Linked DNA regions of Rattus norvegicus: region 1 is linked to region 2. Evidence: chromatin contacts called from public Hi-C data. All regions are on one chromosome and are shown on one strand. Each heading gives the region's core, a stretch centred on a gene start, on an enhancer-like site or on the middle of the called end of the contact. The rest is flanking DNA. Distances are from core to core; before and after follow the strand shown. Region 1 holds the start of LOC120100833 (protein FAM246C-like). Region 2 has its middle 21 kb from the start of Rnu6-173.

The links. Hi-C and Micro-C count contacts between places; a contact is called where the count stands out from the background.
Region 1: a Hi-C map of Schwann cells shows a contact between it and region 2, with 5 times the contacts expected there. The contact joins the promoter of LOC120100833 here to the enhancer-like site in region 2. A contact is called at or near these places in 2 of 12 Hi-C or Micro-C datasets (the Rat2 cell line and Schwann cells).

What each region holds. Positions count from the first base shown.
Region 1 is chr2:146,819,219-146,821,918 of GRCr8, forward strand. It overlaps LOC120100833 (protein FAM246C-like), which reads right to left and starts at 1,332. Exons shown (of 2, transcript XM_039103697.2): 1 at 26-1,332. The coding sequence starts at 1,332. The coding sequence ends at 589. Mbnl1 (muscleblind-like splicing regulator 1) reads left to right here and starts at 816. Exons shown (of 10, transcript NM_001412543.1): 1 at 816-971.
Region 2 is chr2:146,563,118-146,565,817 of GRCr8, forward strand. No RefSeq gene overlaps it. Among named protein-coding and RNA genes, the nearest start is that of Rnu6-173, 21 kb to the right of the region's middle. Within about 2 kb of position 1,309, at least 3 of the 93 cell types and tissues checked have an H3K27ac peak or open chromatin away from gene starts, as enhancers often do.

The DNA.
Region 1 (2,700 bases), core at 82-2,581, 260 kb after region 2:
CCAGCTACAGTTTGCCTTCGCTCACCGAATCTCCACGTATGTTCAAACCATGAAACAAACGTCTTTTAGTCAAAAATCATCCCTGACGAAGTTATCAGAATTCCTGAAATTCACCGGAAATCCCGTCCACAGATGTTCAAACTTTATCTCTTCTTAGGCACTCATAATTCTTTTCATTCAAAGCCAAGTTACAGGATAGCACCTCGTGAAATAGGGGCTGGTGTTTCATTTGCTCGGGCCGGCAGTTGCCCAGGGTTTGTTTGCGTGGGAGTACCTCTGCATAGCCTAAGATGTTATTTTATTTTAAAAGAGGAAGCTCTGCTTGCTTTCTGTACACCACCTGGCAGAGTTGGAAGTAAGGGAGCCTTTAAACTGCAAGTTTTATTTGCCGATGAGGCGGGAAGGTGGCCTGTGTTTGTGTTTGGGTGACGATCAGTTTTCTCGCAGAACTCCAAAACTGAGCGTTGATTGCTGAGAAAGATACCCACCAACACCCGTGCAGCTTCTTTCCCGCCCTTCGCCTTCCAGGTTCCAGGCGGTGCGGTTCTTCTGCCGCTGCAGGCCGGGCCGCTGACTCTAACCTTCCGTCTAACCTTGCGGGCCTCGCAGACTGGGCGCGGAGCCCCAGGAGCTGGAGCAGCGGTGAGCGGCGCGGGCCCGGGCGAGCGGGCGAGCGGGCGGGCGGGGGCCGGGGCTGCGCGTGGGAGCTCGGCGCGTCCGCGCGCCTTCCTGGCGGGGCTGGCGCGGGGGAGGGGCCGCGCAGCGGCGGAAACCGGCGCGCGGCGATAAGAGGCTGCACGGCGACATGCCACAGTCTCTCAACGCAGCCCGACGAGTCGGGGCGCTAGCCATGCTCCGGTGACCCGGACCCGGCCAGTTTCCTTTCCCGTGGCGGGCATCCCGGAGTAGCGATCCCACAATGCCCCGGGCAGTCGGGGCCCCGGCGGGCAGCCTGCACGGCCACGTGAGAGGTGAGTGGCGGGGCGGCCGCGCATTGTTCTGCGCTGCGGGCGGCGCTGCGGCGGCCTCCGGTGGCGCTCGGGGGTCCTCGGCCCGTACCGTGGCCGCGCGCTGAGGCTCCCGGCCCTGCTCCGCGCCTCTCTGCGGGCCCCCGCAGGGCGCCGCGGGGCAGGACCGGTGGCCCGGGAGCTGGGGCAGGTGCGTGACCGAGTGCTGTGAACTCGGTGACCTCTGCCAGGGTCGATGGGGACGGCCACGGGTCGCGCGGGTCCCGGCAGCGCCCGCATCCCTCTGCCGGGGCTGCCATCCAGCACCGGCTTCATGTGGGCCAAGTATGTGCACGCAGAGGTTAATGCTCTGCCTGCCACCCATAAATTACGCATGACATGTTTAGTTGGGCTGCCTTATATGGAGAGTGCTGTATTTCAGTCCAGTGTGCTTTTTGCCAAGTTTACAGGGCGGAAGACGCCCTGCTTGAGAGGGCTGCCGCTTTTCCTCCCTTTCTGGTCGGTTTGTAGTGCGTCACTCAAAAAACTGTAAGAAAAGTAAGTATAGAGCTTTTCAGGGTGGAGCCACAGAAGGCTGGAGGAATTGCTTTCATGAAAAGTAATCAGTATATGGACTGGTTTTTAAATAAAATCAAGACAGATATGTAGCCTTTCCTCAACCTTAAAGAAAAAGACGACCGACTCTAATATTGTTAGTAATGTGTCATATGATACTATTTTGATTTTAGAGCATGTAACATGAGATTTAAAGAAATTATATGTATATATAATTTATATATATTATATATATAATATATATGGAGCTGAAGCCTTCCTGGCTAGCCCACAGCATGTTACAACTACAGGGGTGTTGAGACAGGCCTATTAGGCTGCTAAAATGGGTTTATGTGCAGTATACATCCCCAGGATTAAAAACAAAGTTAGAAGCTCCCTGGAAGGTTATTGCTACGGTCTTAGGTTTCTGTGTTCACCAGCCCAAACACACACCATAGCAAGTGATTAATAAAGTCTGCCACACTCTGAGCTATTTCATAAACAAATTAATGCAAGGAGAGGGAAGTCATAATTATGGCCTGTGGATATGCCGGATTTCTGCAGCCTTTGAAATAGTACACTAGTGGACACTTTAGACCCCCTTCCTGGGTTTCAACACAGTGTTTACACAAAGAACTTACTTAGTCCATAACTTTCCACAGTAGGTCAGTGTCTCTGTCCACACTCTCTTCTATGCTTTACAGTGTTGATGTTGTTAACCTGGTCCTGTTTTTGACCTAAAATTCTGGTCCCCGAGACAAGTTAAAGTGAAGATTGAAGGGCTGCAGAATGCTGAAGGACTTAGTCAGTACGCAGGATGTGTTGAGTATGTAGTTGGTAGCCTGAAGATAATGCGTTATTTCACAGCGGGAGAAAGCACGTGGCTGTCACTTCCGTCTTCTCCACCTGAAAAGTTGGTGACAGCTAAACTAGCTTTCTAGAAACCCATCCTGTTCCAACTTCCTGCATTTGTACAGGGTTACCTTCTCTTTTTATCTCTGTTATGCTTCTTTCCTTATTCAAGATCTAGACATAGTTTTTTATGTTTCTTTGTTTAATGCAGAGTTTCCTCAGCCAGAGCTACTAAGTTGACTGTTGTGTTCATAGAACAGGTTGGGTCAGCCAGCCGCAGGAAACCTGTTCGTCTCTTTTAAAATTACACCCTCACCATAGACATCATATACATCATAGACACATT
Region 2 (2,700 bases), core at 59-2,558:
TAGCTGTTTGGTTAGTCATAGAAAGATACATTACTGTGAAGTAATCCCAAGTAACACTTTCTCTATGAGCATTGTTCAATTATGAGGACTCTTTTGACCCAACTCATTTCTGTAATTTCAAATACCATTGAATTATTAACTCTGCCAAAATTCCTCATGGGCTCATTTAAATGCAAAGTTTAGCTTATTTTTAAGGACTATGTATTTAAATCATGGATTATGCCTTTTTAAGACCATTTTCTTTCCCTTCCCCTCTTTCTCCTATTCTCTTTTGAATATTGTATGTGTTGACAAAAGGCCAATTTTGATTAGTTAATTAAATTCTGGAGTTTAACAGTTTCTTTTGACATATACCTCATCTCCTGTTTATCTTTATTAATTCCTTAATTAAATTCAGGTAAAATAGAAACATGTCTGATTTTGCCCTATTCATCATAATTCAGAAACTGGAAATTGATGATGAATTCTTTTTAGTCTTGGTTCATATTTCTTTCAGTGCATTCACTACAGTGTAGGTACCTACTGACTTACTTCCTTATGTAAGTGGTTGAAACAAGAGGGGTTTGGAAGGAGTTGGAAGACTTAAGAGTGGTCTGTCATAACATCCTCTCTCACATTGGGAAAGGGAGTGAGTTAACAGTGAGGCTCTCCTGAAGATCAGGTCAGTGTGTTTTCAAGTTATACAGTAGCATTCTGGACAACACCAAAGAAAAGGAAAATAATAAAAAAGCAAAAAGCAAACAAAAGAACAAACAAAAGAAACCACAAACCCTCATTTAACCAAACATGTTATTCATGGTAATACTTGCTGTTTATCTTTGGTAAATTTCCCCCAGACACTACTTCAGGCACTACTTCATAAAATGTAAGCTTTTCAAATGATCACATTTTTTGATTTTGCTATTTTTCTGAAATCAACTCTACTTTGTAAGGCTGAAGCAAACCAGCACCTCAGGTCCAATTGTGTTTTTATGTAATTATCTGCCCTTTAAGCCTATATATCCTAGGTTTTTAACTTATTAATATCAAACCCTTTTGTTCCCCTGCTTACAATGTGGCAGTGACTTAATTCTTGGCTTAATTACACATGGCTTTTTCCTATGATTTAAATATGTAGTAGACAAAGCTTTAGAAAAAGACTTACAATTCACATATTTGTTTTAAAATATTTATTATGATACACAGTTCACCATAGCATTATGTTTAAAATGTATCCCAGGAAGAACTTGTTTATTAGCATTAACTCATGAGTCTAAGGTAAAACTATGGCATTACTTCACTGCCCATCCTTTCCTTAAAGAGATGACTAAGCTGTGTGCCTGGTGACTTGCCTGTTAGTCTTGCTATTTAAATAGCTTTAAGAATGTGAGGTCACTTTATTTTTCCTTTACTCCCATTAATTTTTTGTTCACTTAACATCCTCACCATAGACCCTCTCCTCTCAGTCCCTACCCCTCACACAGCTTCTTCTCACTCCTCTTCTCTTCTAAGAAGGGAGCTCCCTAGTGCCAACCCACCCTAGCATATATAGTTACTGCAGAACTAGGCACATCCTCTCCCACTGAGGCCATACAAGATTTCTCAGCTAGAGGGACAGAATCTACAGGCAGGCAGCAGATTCAGGGTCAGTCTCCTGTTCCAGTTGTTGAAAGAGCCACATGAAGACCAAGCTTCAAATCTGCTACATATGTGTAGAAGTGCCTAGGTCCAGCCCATGCTTGCTCCTTGGTTAGTTTTTCAGTTTCTGGATGCCCTCAAGAGTCCAGATTAATTGACTATGTTGGTCTTCCTGTGGACTCCCTATCCCCTCTGGGGCCCTCAATCCTTCCCCCAGCTCTTTCACAAGATTCCCCAAGCTCCGTCTAATATTTGGTTGTGGGCCTCTGCATCTGTTTCAGTCAGCTACTGGATGAAGCCTCTCAGGGGGACAGTTACGCTAGGCTCCTGTCTGCAAACATAACAGACTATCATTAATAGTGTCAGGGATTGGTTCTTGCCCATGCGATGGTTCTGAAGTGGGCCATTTCCTCTGTCTCTGCTCCATCCTTAACCCTACACTTCTTGTAGGAAGAACACATTTTGGATGGAATTTTTTGTGGGTAGGTTGGTGTCCCTATTCCTCCACTGGGACTCCTGCCTGTTAGGTGGGCACTTCAGGCTTCATATTCTCCACTGCTAGGAGCACAAAATTCATTCTTATAGATTACCTGGAGCATTTTCCATCCTAGATTTCTGGCATATCCTCGAGATGCCTCCTAATCTTACTGCTAATTTCCTTCTGCTCAGTCTCTGGGCCCTCTCACCCTGGCTCTCCTTACTTCTGACACCCCTTCCTCTCCCCATCCTCCTCCCATTCAGTTCTCTCCTTCAATTCACTTCCCAGGTGACTTAATATCTCGATACTGTGGGAAGACATATTCAGCAGCTCTGCATTTCTACTTTTGTTATGGACAGAGGCATCCATTATCCTTAGGACAACTAAGACTAATTTTTCAAAGATTTTTGCACAATGAAAAGCACAGGCAATTAGGAGTAAAACAGCCCTTCTCCTCATACCCTTCCTTAGTTGAGCCTATGTCACTGTAATCAGATACCTGACAGAAAAAACAAAAACAAAACAAAACAAAAACTGAAAGGGAACAAACATTTCTTCTGGCCCATGGTTTCTTAGGGTTCAGACTATTACTAATTAGCTTAAGA